2 separate regions of the Drosophila melanogaster genome follow, and region 1 is linked to region 2. The links are chromatin contacts, called in public HiChIP or PLAC-seq maps. All regions are on one chromosome and are shown on one strand. Each heading gives the region's core, a stretch centred on a gene start, on an enhancer-like site or on the middle of the called end of the contact. The rest is flanking DNA. Distances are from core to core; before and after follow the strand shown. Region 1 holds the start of Fim (Fimbrin). Region 2 holds the start of CG8915.

Region 1 (5,323 bases), core at 1,604-4,103, 57 kb after region 2:
TGGTGTTATTTAGTAATGCGAATTTATCAATGAGATGATACTTTTAATTTTAAATTTTATATTTAACGAAGAGGTTTTCAAGACAAGATTAGATTCTTTTTTTTTTGCCTGCATTCCGTTTTCGTTGGCAGTTGCAATCAAGCATGGTTTTTTTTTTATGTCTTCCAGCATATATGGATTTTATGGCCTGCACTCGAAGCAATTGCAGCGTGGGCGTTTATTATATTCCTCTTTTTTTGGTTTCGGAATTGCCGGGAATTACGAGCTCAGCGAAAAGCCAAATGCCAAATGCAGAGCGGGATTCGAGCAGTCGGGCGAGCGAAAATCAGCAAGAAACAATTGTAAACTATTAAGTGTGTGCATAAAATTGAACGAAAATTGCTCGACTCCGGTTGCCCCCTGAACCAAGGTGACGAATGCACAGTGGGTCAAAAACTACGAATTGTAGGTATCGAATGTTGCTTGATTGCGAAGTTCACTGCAATAGTGTTAGTACTTATGCATGTATATAATGAATAGCAATGCTCAAAACTATAAATGTAACATAGTAATAACAAGATTGAATGATATTCAATGAAACCGAATAAGCACTCCTATTGTCGGCAATACCGATGTATGGTTTTTGAATTCATTTCGTAGGGCCAACCGCCGGCGACCCACTGTGCGACTTGTCTTGCGTTTGAGAGCAGATATCTGAATCTGAATTGAAGCTGCGACCGAGCTGAGACGTAGTTTTTCACGCTCTCCCGGTGACGGGGCTTGTATATATGTGCCCTGGCCTGTGATTTTTATATTTATTTTTAGTTTAAGCAGAAACTGGTTTTCATGCTATTCCACTCCGCCCCCTGCGAACCCCACCAAAAAAAAGGGGTGGCAGTAGAGCGACTTTTACGTGGTGTCATGGTATGGAAATAAATGCACGTTATACGCTAACTTTATACCGCTGGCCTTGCCCAAATATTATTCTCGCGAAATTCGCAAGAAAGATTCGTTCGTCAAGTGAAAGATGATGGTTGGTTGGTTGGTGTCAACATTGTTGTGTTATTTTTTAGTTTGCTTTTAGCATTAGTCACTATGGGGGATGGGCAGCGACGCCGACTGCGGCATTGAACTTGCGTTTCTCCACGCATGCGCTGCCCTTATACTCGTAATGATTTCGTTTTGGGCTTTGCAGTTGCAGAGGGCTCCACCCAAAAAATAAGACAAAAAAGTGTTTTCTTCTGTAAACATTCGAAGGAAATTCTCGATGCACGATAAGAAATATTTGCATACTTTATCGAGGCGGTGACAAGACAAAGTAATGTGTCTACTGTGGATGTCGGCTTGGTTTATCTAGTTTCGTTTTTACGGTACATGGCTCAGACAGTTTGATAAGTGCAATATTCGTCAACAGCTTTTGCATTCCAATTTACCACAATACACAATACACATAAAGAAATCAAAAACAAAATTCACTTTATAGTACAAATTAAAGTAATTTTTTCCTCTTGCTTCTCGTACTCTTGATAACGACTCTCCACTGTGCGAAGAGCGGGAGATAAGAGATGCGGGAAAGGGAAACTTGTTTGCTCATCTGCTGTCCCCTCCCACCCACATCCACGCACGCGCCCCTCTCCCTCGCACTGGCATATGCAGCAGCGGGCGCAGCGCATTAACCGTTAGCTAGCGATGCTTGTCTTTGCTTCTTTTCACGGTCTTTTCCAGTGGCGGATCAAGGGGGGATTTTGAAGGGCTAAAGGACTAAGTTACTCTCGTAAGTGTAATGCAAAATTTGATCTCTGTTCTTGTACGATTTCCTCTTCTCCTGTCCAACATTCGTGCCAGCTGATTAAGTTAAGTTTTAGTTTTACAATTCCCAATTTAATTAACTTCTTGCTGGTTCTGCTTCTTTGTCGATTAAAAACTAAGCAAGAACATGAACTAAAATCGGAGTGGTAAGACCCTTTCAAAGTCCGACTCTGTTCTTCTCCTGCTCCTGCTGCCCCCGCCACTGCTTCTTCTTCGCTTAAGTCCACTTCATGGGGGGTTGCTTTGCACTGTTGAAGGCCAGCCGCGCTGTCGGCTGCGCAGCCGGCGTTGGCGTCAGCGTCGCTGCTCCCCATTGTCAACGCCGACGCCCACATGCACCGCTTAACGGTTTTCTTCCTGCGCCTCATGCGTGCGTGTGTGTGTGAGTCATTCAATTTGAATTTCAACAATTTGCCACCTATGACTCTTATTGATTGAATGTTGCTATTGCCATTGCTAAAACCATTTCGTTTTGCTGCTCTTTTTGTCATCTCACCTCTATGAATTTCTCCTTGATCTCCGCCTTTTCATCAATGGACAGCGTTTTTGTGAATTTGTTAAGTGTTGCCATTTTCGCTGCCGATGTGTGTGTGGTGTGCTGCTGCTGCTTTTCTTCTTGACTTTCTTAATTATTTATAACTGACGCCGCTGATTGGTAATTATTTTAAATAAATTATCCGTTTATAATCAATTTCACTTTGTCGCCGTTTTCGCAGTCGGCGATTTTCTTCTTTTTGCTCCTCTTCTTTTTTGTTTTACCGCGCGCTCCTTTTCCTATACGTATCTATGTATTTGTGCGTTTCTGTGCTAATATTCTTAAACTTCTTTTACTTTTTTCTTAACTTTTCACCCATACACACTCGTTGCTGGTTTTGTTTGTTGCTGGTTTTTACCAAAAAAAAAAAGATGAAGCCAGATTTAAAGCCTCCGTGTTGTTATTTACAACGTCAACCGAGCAAATTTTGTTTTCAAACGTTATTTAGCACGTCTGAATTCGGAATCGACCGGTTTGCTGTGCGTGCGAAGCGCTTTTGTTAGATGTTTAACAACAAACAGAAAACTAAATTGCAGGTTGTATTGTGAGAAATGAAAGAAGACAACGGAGCGAAAACAGTGTGCCCGTTTTGGAATTTGAAAAACCTACAAAAATACGGTGGTACTTACCGCGATATTTCCAAAACTGAGCACAGTATTCCATTTGAACTTAAATTTTCGATAGAATTGAAATACCTCTTAATGTCATAATAGACAGCACATTGTTTTTCTTCAAGTTTAAATATAGTTAATTTAAGCTTGGAAGAGAATTTAAAAAAAGCTTAAAGCTGCTTATGCTAAGTTATGTGCGCAAATTTATTTTTTTTACATTTTACATGTGCGTAGAATTTCCGTTGTTGAGTTAGCAGCAATTGAAGAACGTTGGAATTTGAATTATGGGGACGTTTTTTATTCAGTTATTTTTCTTTATTAGGAGGTGAATTCGAAAAAGATATTTCTTTATCTCTTTCTTTGACGCACATCATATTACAATGTTAACAAACATAAACGTTTAGTATTTTTCCGCTATCGGGTAGTATTTCGCGGTCGGCTCGCCACGGTTCCTCTTCTTTTGTCTAAAAGAATAGAATCGCCTGGTCACACCGCAGGGTCCAGTATTGTTGCCTTTTTATTTTATTCCCGCATTTCTTCGCTTTGAAGCGATCGCTTTTCGGCTTTCTTTGAGGTCACAGGTCACGCCAGCGGACGCTGGAAGCCGAAACGCCCCCCGCCTCGCCCCCTTGGCCATGGTGACCGTCGCTGTTGTTGTTTTTGTCGCCCTTTAAAACCAGCTGCTGCATCTGTGTGTGCGCGCGTGCTTGCGAGTATTTCCAACCAAGCGTGCGTCGGTGTGCGTGCGTGTACAAGTGCTGAAACAACAACAAAAGCGTAAAACGCATTTTCATTTGATTGCGATTTTGATTTGATATATTAATTACAGAAAGAAAGGGGGAGAAAGCAAACAAAGGAGACAAACTGTGAGAGAAAGACAGAGCGAGATCAAGACAGTGAGCGAGATGGATGTGGAGGAGAACTACGAAAACGCCGCCGAGATGCAGAACATGAACATGAATCTGAATCTAAATCCGAATCCGAATCCAAATTCGGACAGCCAGCAGCAGCAGCAACAACAGATGCAATGTGAACCGTTATTCGGGCTCACAACCAATACAACAACAACCACAAATCCCATGATGGCCATTCCCCTGCCCGCGCCCCCAGGGCCGCACTCCGCTCCGAACAACAGTCCAAATTCGAATGCGAATCCCAACTCAAATCTGAGTCCCAGTCCATCCGCAACAACCGCTAACGCATCCGCATCCACGATCAAGTGTCTACCGACGAACGACTTCGATATCGACTCCCTGTTGCTGCAACAGTTCAGCTGTATGGGCACCACGGACCACGAAGACCTCATCAGCCAGTTTCAGAGCCTAATGAACAACCAGATGAACCGGGAATCGGCCAGGTTTTACCTAGAGATGAGTAACTGGTAAGGATATAGCTATAAGTAAAATATCTCAAATCCATTGTGGTTTAATATTCCAAATGGAGTTAGAACACAGAATGTTTCATAATCCATTGAATTTAAGCTTCTTCCCTGCGTTCTGGACATATTATAGTCTTTATAAACTATATTTTACTTAAAGATGTGTTACTAGTAATGATATACATATGTACTCAGAAATCCCCATGGTACGATCATCATGGGCGATGTTATCGAGGCCTTTTTCTTTTATTTTAACATACTTTCTTATATTTTAACATACACAATTTAGAACAATGCATAATTATTGAATTATGAATAATTTTACATTGTTGTGTTTCATTGCCTCCAGCTTGATGAATACACATTTATAGATTACAAACGTAGATTTTTGAGTTTGTCATGGTGATAAATAACACTTTATAAACTATAAACAGGAAAATTAAAGCGCTATCTTAAATTCCCTCTAGGGCCTTATCTCAAAAGAACTTAAAGAGACGCTATAAAATTAAAGATATATCTTTGTAAATTAGAGCTAGCTCTCAAGTAGTTCTGATTTCTGTAATATGTTATAAAGTTCAGTTCTCTTTAATATATGATATGAATAGGCCAACTATGTACATCTAGAAACATATTGCTAATAACCCAGTTGAATTTCGTCATATTAATCAAATTTTTTCACATTTATAGGAGCCTGCAGACGGCGGTGGGCTGCTATCTGGACTTCTGCAGCTTACAGTCGCTGCCTTCGATGAAGATCGTCCAGGAGAAGCAAGTGAATGCTCAGCAGCAAGCGTTTCAGCTGCAGAACGATGGCACCGAGCGCTGGCCGAACAACTGCTATCTGACCTCGCCCATCCAGACGCAGCGCATCAATGTGCCCGCCCTACGTCCGGGCGAAACTTGTGATATCCTGGCCGATATGATGCCCACGCAGCCGCCGACAATGTGGCGGCTGTGCACTTCAAATGGCTGGTACTTTGGCGGTGAGCAAGAGACAGCACTCGATCTTAG
Region 2 (5,179 bases), core at 1,052-3,551:
CAAGTAAATGGAGTACACCAGGCATTTGCCGATTTGAACGCCTAAGGGCAGTTCGGCAACGATATGTCCCAGCGGCGTGACCTCGTCCCGTTCGTCGAGCACGCCCAATAGCTTCAGTCTAGAACAGGACTGCATTACGGCATCCTTTGGTGGGGTATCCAAAGCCAGAGCTAGAAAATTTTCTATTTTCTTGTCTGGAGCTGCCAACTTGGTCAGCAGACATATCTCGTCCAAGGTACGCCTCATGATCTCTGGGATGGTGTACAGATTCATTCTGGCCATGCGGTCGTTGTCATACAGACGATAGCAATTGCCATGGCACACGCGTCCAGCTCTTCCCGCACGCTGTTTGGCGTCCGCCTGCGAGATCCACGTGAGGGTTAACTGCGATGCATCTATGGTCGAGTCATAGGTCTTCATCTTGGCGAGGCCCGTGTCGATGACATAGAGTAGATCCGGAATGGTGATCGAAGTTTGTCCTATGTTGGTACTAAGAATAATCTTTAAACGCACGCCAGGATAAGTGCGGAAGACCTTGCGTTGCTCGCTGTTGTCCACCTGGCTATGAAGCAGTATGATAGTAATCTGTTCCCGCGGCAGAGACGATTCCAAGCGGGCCAGTAGCGAGGTCATATCGCTATAGCCTGGCAGGTACACAATCACCGCTCCAGCGTCACCTTGGCGCAGTAATAATTCCAATAGCGAAACGATCAAGTCATTGTCGATATCCGGATGTACGATTGTGTTACCTCCATAATAGGCGGCTAGTAGTTCGCTAGGAGTTTCTTTGCCTGTCGGCTTGCCCAAAAACTTCTCCATTCTCGGGTGCATGTACCCAGTTTTACTAAGAATGTCCTCTAGATGATAGATCGACACCTCGAAGCTGCGCCCCTCCACATCCATTACAGTGCCCCCACCAAAATAGTTGGACAATGCTTCAAGATCCATGGTGGCCGACATAAGCACGAGGCGAAGGTGCGGATTCTTTTGCAGCTCCAGCTTGGTGGCCAGCAGCAGGAAGTCTGTGTCCAAATCACGCTCGTGGGCTTCATCAATGATTAAGTGGGTGGTGTTTTTAAAAAAAGACTTCTTATCCATGGCGAGAGCCCTTAAAAGGCAACCACTGGTGGTCAGCATTAGAACCGTGTTGCTGCTGCATTGTCCTGGCAGAGATTGAATATTATAGTTATAGTCATAATTACTTTACGGCCAACTGCTACTCACTATTCATGCGAATATTATAGCCCACTGTGGTGCCAGGCGCCTCACCGCGCTCCTTGGAAATGCGCTCCGAGACACTGATAGCTGCTATGCGGCGAGGCTGACTTACCACGATCCTGACTGGAGCACGATGCTCTGCGGCCCACTCAAGGATGTACTGGGGAAGTTGGGTGGACTTGCCAGAGCCGGTGGCTCCTTTAATGATCAAAACCTGTAAGGTGGATTCTCAGGTATTAGTAGCAATTCAGTGTTTGACGTAATATAAATAGAAAATGGTACAGGTACTTAATATCAAAAGGAAGCATTTGGTCACCTGATCGCGCTGCAGAACGTTGAGGATGCTCTCCCGCTGCTTGTAGATGGGCAGGCTCCGGCGCTCGTGCTGAATGTTCCTGTTCCGGTTGCTCTGCGGCGGCGGAATAAGCCTCTGCCCGACCAGGCCGAAGTTGGAAGGAAGCCGTATATCCTTATATTGCTGTTTGTTGCACTTTAAGTCTCCAACGGAGTTCATCAATCTGCGTTCCACATTGCCGGCCATTTGTCCCAGAACGTCTAGGAGCGGCGGACAAATGTCCAGCTTTGTGTTGCAAAGAATGTATTGCTGTTGGCCATCCGACTGTGGGCGACTTATAAAAAGGACGCGGTTCTCCTCTGGACCCTTGCTCACCGTCTTAAGCCCGCGATGCTGGGCCAATCGGTGAACGTGGCTGCGCTGGGCTTTTGTAAGTCCGGGGAGCTGTTTCTCTGGCTCGCAGCTCTGCAGGAAGTCGTCGACCAGTTGGCGGAGCATCTTTTCGTCCTCGGACTTCAGCTTGTCGCCCGCGTCGGCTTTCGCGTTCTTGCCCGGTCGAGTCTTCTGTTTGCCAGTTCCCTTCGGCCCACCGGTCACTCGGCCATTGACCACCAACACTACCGCCTGTTCCGGCATAGGTTGTGCCTTCTTTCTGCCCTGGCGACGGCCACGTTTCACTGCTTCTTCACTGTCCGCCATTCGACTGTGTTCAATCTCTGTGCGCTTTTCAAAACTCTATTCGCCTTTCAATCAGCTGTATTTCTACAATACCTCGATAACAATGAATTGTAGAAGTTATCGGACCCTATTGCGCGTCGATATCAGGCGGCTTTGCTGCCTATCGGGCCGGATGGCAGTGTGCCCAAATGATAAACTTTTATAACTTTTACTGTTCTTGATATGATTTATTTATCTTTAATGTTTTTTACTATAACGGTGATTCGTACTCTGAATTTTACATTACCTAAGCATACTTATATTTATATTTAGCTTTTGAAACCAAATTGTGAATTTCTGCCTGCTACATACACACATATTCATGTGCATATTTACATATGAATGTATATTTGCTTTTTTATTTATATTAAGCTACATATAAGGTCAAAGACAATGATTTTTACAGTGTAAGAGAGGTAATACATATGTAGATTTTTATTTTATGGAATTGGTTGAAGTTTTGTTAAATTAGCAGTGGCATTACTTGTTCAGATTGTACGAAGAGCAACTGTTTTACGTAGCGAAAGGGGAGGACAGTTAATTATGATGTGGAGTTGCTTAGTGATGATTTAGTATAATGATGCGCGTTCACGGCGAATCTTCATGTGTTGCAGAGCCCATCCTTAATGGCAGCCACATACGCAGACGCAGACACAGCCTTCCTGGAACACAACAATCGAGGCCACTAATACAGGCACAGCTGGCCTGCGCAACTCCTGGCAGAAAAGGTGGAACTTAGCGGGCATTGTCCCTTCATCAGCCTGGGCCACGCTACAATCCCAGAGGAAGCCACTCCGAATTACCTAGGTATCAGGAGTCTCAACTGCAAGCCGCACCAATTGAGAAAAGCCAGACTACCGACTAAAATTATTCTACTGGCATATAGGCAGAGGGTCCAAGTTGCGGACATCCACAAATCTTCTTATATATAATCCGATCGTCAGGCCGATCTGGGGAACGGCCAGTAAGTCCAATATCGAAATAATACCGGAGCCCACGTGCTGCACGACAAATCCACCATCAACGAGGTCCTAGGCTTCGCTTGGGTCAGGGAAGAGGTGAAGAAGAGCAGCGCGCAATATGCCAAAAGGCTTTATAGTCATCCCAACATAATGGCCATCTCCCTATTGGATAACAGCGAGCATGAGCTCGTTGAATGTTAGCTGAGTCAATAAAAATTAAATATAATACTTACTCGTTAAGTGTCACGCCCTACAACTTAATAGTTATCCATAATGTATAGATGTGGTGTTTTAGAAGAAATACGTACATATGTATGTACATAGTTCTTAATTTCACTGAGGATCCAGATAAGGTTCATTTTTGGAAAGTGGTTAGAGACACGGTTTCTTATTGTTGACTGGTAGTTTGAATTGTTGTTAAGATTTGTAAGGGATTTCGGGATGCTAGATACATATGTATGTATGTACTTTCTTAATTTACATCGTTTTTTTCTTTTTTTTGTTTGCGTTATTTTTTACGCATCCAAGTGCGTGGGACAGGGCCCTCTCCGCTGCCTGCTGGCCTACTAAGGAACCAATGCAATCTGTAAAGAAAAATATTTAAATAATATATCTGCAAAATTACAAATATACATACCAATCAAAACTGAGAAGAATTGTGGAAATGATTTTAAAGCCTTCCTCCCGTTACGGCCGCTTATATTGTAAGCGCACAAGAGCTGTTCCGCCATCACGCTCTTGATTGTCTTCGACAAATTGTTGCGTTTTAAAAGTTTTGTTACTGCTTTAATCTGAAAGAAAAAAAAAAACAGAATCAATTTTACGATCATTTAGACTATAAATACATTACTTACGTAGCGTTTTTTGGACTCTTCGGACTCGCTTATTTTCAGCTCTAAAGCTACAAGGTCCTTATCCGATGAGACTGGGAACGCCTCATCCTCAGGCACATTCTTTGCTTTCCCGCCCAAAAGAACCTTATTCACCAAAGCCATATTGCTAGCAGCCTGTTTTGTGTTCTCCTCCAGCTGCGCAGCCCGAAGCCGTTGCCTGATCCTCTCAGAGCGTTTTTCCATTAGAGATTCTTCTTTAGATGTTGTGCTAGGCACTGCCCACTTCGACTATAACCTTAACTTTTTTGTTGGCACGTGGCTTCAAAATTTTGTTCCTTCTTTTAACCGCTAATTTATCGATATATCGACACCTGACAATTGTTTTTCTTTCTTTCTGAAAGTTTGAGGTTAACTTTTAACTGGGTTTGGGCTTTTAACTGAATCAACCAAAAACAAAATAAAGACGAATGAAAACTTTTTTTTTCCAATTTTTATTAAATTAAGTTTGTACATAATTTTCCCAAGGTCAACTAGGAACGCAATATGCTAAGTTACGTACATGTAAATCAACAGAAAGGTTACAAAAAGGGAATGTTAAATATAAGTCAATATATAAAAATAAATATAAACTTATAAGTGTATTAAAATCACTGATATTTTGAAAAGGGTATTCAAAGCGAAATATAGCTTTTTTGACTCTGTTTTTGTCTCTTCCCTCTCACATCACTCACTATCATTTTCAAACTAATTCGAGATAAAATAAAAATAAGAGAGAATGCTATAGTCAAGTTCCCCGAGAATCAGATATCCGTTACTCAGCTAGTGTGAATATGAACGCAAAAATGTATCAGTTTTCTGTGATATCGATATATATTGGGGAATAAAATGGCAGCATGGGTCAACAAACTTGCGCTGCATCTTTGTCTCTAGAATCTATATTCTGAATCTCAACCTTCTTGCTTTTATAGATCATGATCAAGAATATATATATGTACTTTATCTAGTCGGAAACGCTTCCTTCTGCCTGTTACATACTTTTCGACGAATCTAGTATACCCTTTTACTCTACGAGTATATGAAATGCAAACATCGAATTCGGCTTGATTTTCGAACACTCGCGAAGAAAATTTCAGGCGGGAAATTTCGATCAGTAT

Evidence for each region. HiChIP or PLAC-seq counts read pairs in DNA pulled down with a chosen protein or histone mark.
Region 1: a contact with region 2 is called in an H3K27ac HiChIP or PLAC-seq map of the Kc167 cell line, with 3 times the contacts expected there. The contact joins the promoter of Fim here to the promoter of CG8915 in region 2. A contact is called at or near these places in 8 of 107 Hi-C or Micro-C datasets (the Clone 8 cell line, the Kc167 cell line, the OSC cell line and 2 more) and 1 of 6 datasets of contacts at active chromatin or transcription factors (the Kc167 cell line).

What each region holds. Positions count from the first base shown.
Region 1 is chrX:17,299,076-17,304,398 of dm6, forward strand. Fim (Fimbrin) reads right to left here and starts at 2,854. Exons shown (of 5, transcript NM_078661.4): 1 at 2,285-2,854. The coding sequence starts at 2,359. It overlaps CG5445, which reads left to right. Exons shown (of 5, transcript NM_001298442.1): 3 at 3,764-4,315; 4 at 5,000-5,295. The coding sequence starts at 3,840.
Region 2 is chrX:17,242,700-17,247,878 of dm6, forward strand. CG8915 reads right to left here and starts at 2,302. Exons shown (of 3, transcript NM_001298440.1): 1 at 1,535-2,302; 2 at 1,225-1,432; 3 at 1-1,163. The coding sequence starts at 2,212. The region is part of intron 1 of f (forked); the gene reads left to right. CG42854 reads right to left here and starts at 4,317. Exons shown (of 4, transcript NM_001201732.2): 1 at 4,047-4,317; 2 at 3,830-3,983; 3 at 3,426-3,776; 4 at 2,654-3,354. The coding sequence starts at 4,268. The coding sequence ends at 3,670.